Linked DNA regions of Sus scrofa: region 1 is linked to region 2. Evidence: chromatin contacts called from public promoter capture Hi-C data. All regions are on one chromosome and are shown on one strand. The core of a region is the stretch at or near the end of the contact, and the rest is flanking DNA. Distances in the headings are between cores, read along the strand shown. Region 1 holds the start of EXOC2 (exocyst complex component 2). Region 2 overlaps EXOC2 (exocyst complex component 2).

What was found. Promoter capture Hi-C pulls out the DNA fragments that hold promoters and counts their contacts.
Region 1: a contact with region 2 is called in a promoter capture Hi-C map of liver, with 5 times the contacts expected there. The contact joins the promoter of EXOC2 here to the enhancer-like site in region 2. A contact is called at or near these places in 1 of 5 promoter capture datasets (liver), 6 of 47 Hi-C or Micro-C datasets (alveolar macrophages, embryonic fibroblasts, fetal heart ventricle and 3 more) and 2 of 2 datasets of contacts at active chromatin or transcription factors (alveolar macrophages and skeletal muscle).

Annotation. Positions count from the first base shown.
Region 1 is chr7:340,216-342,915 of Sscrofa11.1, forward strand. It overlaps EXOC2 (exocyst complex component 2), which reads right to left and starts at 1,255. Exons shown (of 29, transcript XM_003128146.5): 1 at 839-1,255.
Region 2 is chr7:279,139-281,838 of Sscrofa11.1, forward strand. All of the region lies in intron 7 of EXOC2 (exocyst complex component 2), which reads right to left. Among named protein-coding and RNA genes, the nearest start is that of EXOC2, 61 kb to the right of the region's middle. Within about 2 kb of position 1,358, at least 4 of the 83 cell types and tissues checked have an H3K27ac peak or open chromatin away from gene starts, as enhancers often do. A contact at or near this core is called in liver, where this site is marked.

The DNA.
Region 1 (2,700 bases), core at 5-2,504, 61 kb after region 2:
TTTTGAGTCAACAACTTTTAACACAAATGTTCCTTGGGAAGCTTTTGGCTTCCAGTTCCTGTGTCGTTACACAAAGCCTGGCCAGAGTATAATCAAAATATTATTGTGCATTGGAAGAGGGGTCCACATGACCTCAACTAAAACTAGCTTTCACTATAGAGCACCCGAATGACTTAATTTAAATGTGGTTTTTACAATACTTTTTAAGTTTTCCTTGTAAGTTTACTCATTTTTTTAAACAAGTGACACACGTCTTCTTCAGCGACTAAGAAACGCTTTAGCGATTAAGAAAAGCTTCCTTCCATTCAGACAAGCTCTTTCGCGAACTGTTCCTTGCCCTTCTGGGCAGGCCCAGGCTGGAAGGAGAAAGAGAGCACAGGTTCGGATGCTCTCACTACGCTGCCTCCGCCGCTGCTAAACAATGAGTAACTGCCCGGCTTCACACTAGTTCCGTAACCACCCTGATCTAACGCTTCCTCGCCAGTGAAATGGGCACAACACAATCAATCTGTAAAAACAGTGACGGCACCCGGGAGAGCTCTCCAGTGGTGCAACCTAAGAAACAAGCAAAGCCTGCCTCTTCCTCGCTCTTCACCCGTAAATTCTCAAGCCTTGCGCAGTGACAGGTAAGGACGCAAGCAGGGCCAAGTGCAACCTCCCGCTGCGGGCCGGCACTCCCAAGGCCCACGCCGGGCTTCCAGGCAGGGCTCCGCGACGCCCGCAGGCGCCCCTCCGCACCGTAAGGGCTGCAGAGCGGCGCGAGGCCGACGGCGGTGGCTAGCCCTCCCGCCTGCACCCCCGGCGGGCCCTCAGCCAGGACCTCGGCCCCCACACCTACCTGCAGACAGGCAGGCACGGACCCAGCGCTCAAGCAGGAGACCCCGGGCCGAGGCCGCCCAGCCTTCAGCGCCCTCACTTCCGCCGCCGGAGCGCCGAAGGCGTCGATCCGCCGCGCAGTCGAGCGCCGAACGCCGGATGGCCGCGGTTTGGGGGCTGGATGGGGGCGGGAGTTGGGAGACCGGCGGGAGCGAAGGACCCGGCCGCGACTCCGACCCTCTGGAGCCCCGGGCTGACACTCGGGGACCGTGGCCTCGCGGCCCCCTGAGCGTGGGCACCGTTCGGGTTCAGCCGGCAGGCACCGCGGGGCGTTGGCCTCGAACACAGAAAGGCGCCCGTCCAGACCCAGCCAGAGGGAACGGGTTGCCTGACAGCGGACGGCCCCCCGCGGCCCGGCCGGAAGTGACGCGCCTCCCGGGGAAGCGGCGGAAGCGGAAGGGCCTGCGGTTTTCCGGCCTTTGGGTTGAGGGGGAAGAGCCGCGCGCCCGGTGTTCCGGAGTGAGCGGTGGCGAGCCCTGGCGGTGGCTGCTCCTGTGCCCCGCCGCTGCTCCTCTCCTCTCGGCTCTGCGCGTTACCCCAGCGCGTAGTCCCAGCGGACACCGGGCCTCGCGAATAGAGTAGCCGAAGGGGCAGCGATGGAGCTGCGCGCTGCGTGCGTCCTCTGGACGCCGAGGCCAAGGTGCTGCCGGTGGACGGTGGCTTCCCTCCCTGCAGTCAGCCAGCCATTGGGTGGCAAGGGAGTTGGCTCAGACCTAGATGCAGATGTGGGTTCGGCTTAGTCTTCCTGGCCTGCAAGGGCTCTGGCAAGCATCACTGCAGTTGCTCACAGTGTCTGATTTATCGTCATGGAATTTCCCCTTTAATCGCCTCGAGCAGGGACCCCCTTGAGAGTGAGTAGGGTTTGACAAAAGAGACAGTAACACAGGAGGCACAGTTTCTGCCCCAACATCACACACTCAGAAGCTGCCACCCTGGTAGAACATTAGAACGGCCTCAAAGGCACAGCTGTGGCTCTGGCTTGGGGTAACATTTTGCAGGGTTGCTATGCTGTTCTATGGGATGCAGGAGGTATTTTGAACCTTATAGCGTGTGATGCTTTGTCTGAAGTAGAACCCTGACACCTGCGGCAGCAAATGATGCTCTGCCAGGGGACAAAATGTTCCACTAAATCTAAAGACTCTTCTCATTCAGGAGGCAAGAATGACCTTTATAACCAGGAGGAAGTAGGGACAGGAAGGATTACTTCTGGGCACTCACTGGGCAGCTTTCCGTGCCTGGTGATATCAGCAACCTTGGCCTGATGGGGGCATGGCAACCAGGGGCTCAGACCCAAGAGGGACAAAAGTCTGGTCACATCATCAAGCAAGCAGTCTGGGTCAGCAAAAGTGCTGGTGGAAGGTGAGGGAGCCCAGAGGGAGTGACAGGAAGATGCTGAGGATCTCTATGGGCCCAAGACCAACTGCAGAGGAGCCCATAGCTCAGCCCATCACCACTCCTGATGTGGGTGTGACATCGGCATGAGGAGCCAGCGAGAGGGCCAGAGAACACAACAGCAGGGCCCACCAGAGCCCACCCACACCTGTCCTGCTCTCTGAAAGCTGCTTTCTGGGAAACCTGCTCCCTGTGCCTCGGGGCTTCCTTCCTGGACGCATGGTAACCCCAAAGCACCCGAGGGCTCCCTGGCTCAGAAGCAGGCTTCTGAGCAGAAGAGGGGCAGGGAGGTGGTGTAGAACTCCAGCTGCCTGGCTCCCCGTGGCTGTGAGGCATGGTACCCAGCGTGCCCAGAGGCTGGGCCCCAGTGCCCCACACCTCTTCTTGCTTCCTCCCCTTTCCTGCCGGGCACCCCCATCCCCTCCTGCTGTT
Region 2 (2,700 bases), core at 108-2,607:
CTGGGTGATTCGATCCAATGACAAAATAAAAGAGTGAAGACGGAGAGACGTCACCTGCAGCTCTGCCAGCCACGCTCGCCGCGTGGACTCTGAGGCGACCAGGAAGGGGGGCAGCTGCTGCCTCCAGGATCGGAGCCGCAGGCGGCCCCGCACGCAGCGCCCAGGGGGGTGGGCGGCCACATGCTGCCACCGAGAGGCGCGGTCAGGCAGCCCTGGGCTCGTCCGGGCCTGCAGGCGGTTGCTTCCCCTCGTGGGGACAGTGCCGTCCTGGTCTTGATGGCAGACACACACCGGGCCTGACAGCAGCGACACTGGCCTCAGCTGGGCCGGCAGCCAGCGAGGTCTTCCTCAGCGTGAGGAGGCGCAAGGATGGACCTGGGCCCCGGGGCAGGTGCGGTCAGTCAGAGGAAGACAGACGCCGCCGGCATCACGAGCCGTGGCGCCTGCAAAACTGAGCCCTTGGACACAGGGGAGGCGGGTCAAAGGGTCCCGACCCCCGGCACCAGGAGGACTGGGTCTGGGATGGACGCAGGGCACCGGGAGCACAGTCACAACACTCTACTGCAGCTTCAAAGGCTCTTTGATGCTCTCGCCCCAAAGAGATGGCACTGGGCGGCGGGGGGTGGTGGTGGGGGTGGTCACGTGGCATCACATGCGTGAATCCCCCCGGCACTCTGTGCACCTTACACCCGCGATGGCGCTTGTCACTTGCGTCTCCCCAGAGCCGGAAGAAGCCGGGCAGACAGGTCTCTGCACCAGTCAAACTCACACCTGCCGATTGACCTTACGTCTCAACAACGAAAAAAATGGCCAGGAACCCGTCATCTAGAAAAGCCAGTCATGTACTGCTGGTGCCTGCTAACGGCAAGCATGTTTACTCAAGTAGATACGAAGCCCTCTCTTGTCCCTTTTGATGGCACTGGCCCCTGACACCGGGGCCACAGACGCGATGTGTTACCTGTGCGTCTGCTTGGTGTGAGCGGGGGCGGGGGACAGGATCCCAGGGTGGATGAACTCTGAGGTATACACTGAAAACGGACACTTAAATTCACAGCAAAACCAGGACACAGAGACCCAACAACCCAATGCTGTGTGTCTCACTCCTCTTAATAGGCTCCAGAAAAGAGCCACAGGAAGCCACCTGGAATGGGGTGACATTACATGAACCACGTATCACCAGAGTCACCCCTGCTTGTTCACAGAGCCAGGCCTGGGGTTCCCGGCACCAAAGAGTGAGCCCACAGCCAGCACTTTGCAGGAGAGACGGGGACAAGGCACCAGCACTGCTTTCAGAGCTGTCATTCCCACCTCCTCCCGCCTGGGTCTGGGAAGTGCACCGGGGTGGCTGGAAATCAATGGCAACGGGAAAATTTATGCCAAGGCCAATACTGGGTTCGTTTTTCTTTCCTTTTTTTGGAGTACCGGTTGTTTAAACATTTACTCCTGCGCAAGAGTCAGCTCCTTCGAAAACGGGACCTTCACGGGCAATCCTTAGTGTGTTCAGCCCTCGGTCTCTCTTTTCGTTTCACACGTAGCACTTGGGGAAATCGTTCAATCCTGGCGACTCTCACGTCTACAGCTCAAGATGTGTCCTCTAGCTTAAGAACCATCTTCACTAGACAAACAATTTTTTTTCGAATTCACTTATCACAAAGAAAGCCTTTCTTCTTAGCCAACCACAGATGAACTCCTGTTTTCCCAGGGAGGTGATTCACTCAGCCCCTTGCTGTTTATAGGAGACCCCAGGAGAGCAGGTGAGACATCCCAGCATCATCCTAAGGGACCGTCTTAGTCCTTCAATGAACCCTGCCAGCAGAGCTAGGGGTGGCCATCAGGACTTGGGGTGCAGGAAGAGAACCCGAGGCCGGGGGTCAGACTTCAGCACGGAGGATGGCGGAGGAAAGATGCCAGGTGGACAATCAACTCGCAGGCCCTGGGGTTACCTGCCTTTGGGAAGAGCTGTGAAAAAGGATGACAAGAACGAAGACGCCACAGGAGGAGCCAGAAAGTCTGAGCATGCAAGGGCCCCTCCTGCCCAGGAGGAAGCAGGGCTAAGGGGCTTACACAGCCAATATCCAGCACCTGCTCCGTGTGGATGCTGCTCTGCAAAACTTGCTATTAGTTCTTCTAAAATCCTGATGGTGCTAAGAGCATGTGTTAATTCTTAAATCATTGAAACCTGCTCACGTACACCCACATGAACAGGCACTTGCTGTTATCTGCATTTTACAATGCAGGCACTGAGATACAGCGAGGTTATTCAACTTGCTCACTGGGGCACAGCTGGAAAGCTGTGGGAGCAAGGAGGACAGTGGCAGTCTGACGCTGGGGAATCACACACTCAGAAAGTGACAAATCAAACCAGCTTTTCCCCTCTACCCCCTCCTCGTGCCCCAAAGCTGCTCCTCCCTCCGCAGAAGCAGCCGGAAGCCCGGAGGTCACCAGGACTTCGCTCTTTTTCTTACTCCCACTCCACCTGGTGACCAAAGGCTCACTCTGACCTCATGACCTCTCTGGCAGAAGGCCCCAGCCCCGACCCTTCCATCTGCACTGCGCACCTCTGCCGAGCCTCCCCCGGTCTCTGACCAGTACTCTGCCAATCCACTCTCTGGACGGACAGCAGAATGATTTTTAAAAGTTCACAGTGTGACTTCCTTACTTCAGACCCTCCCTTGGCTCACCTTAGCCCTAGGACAAGGA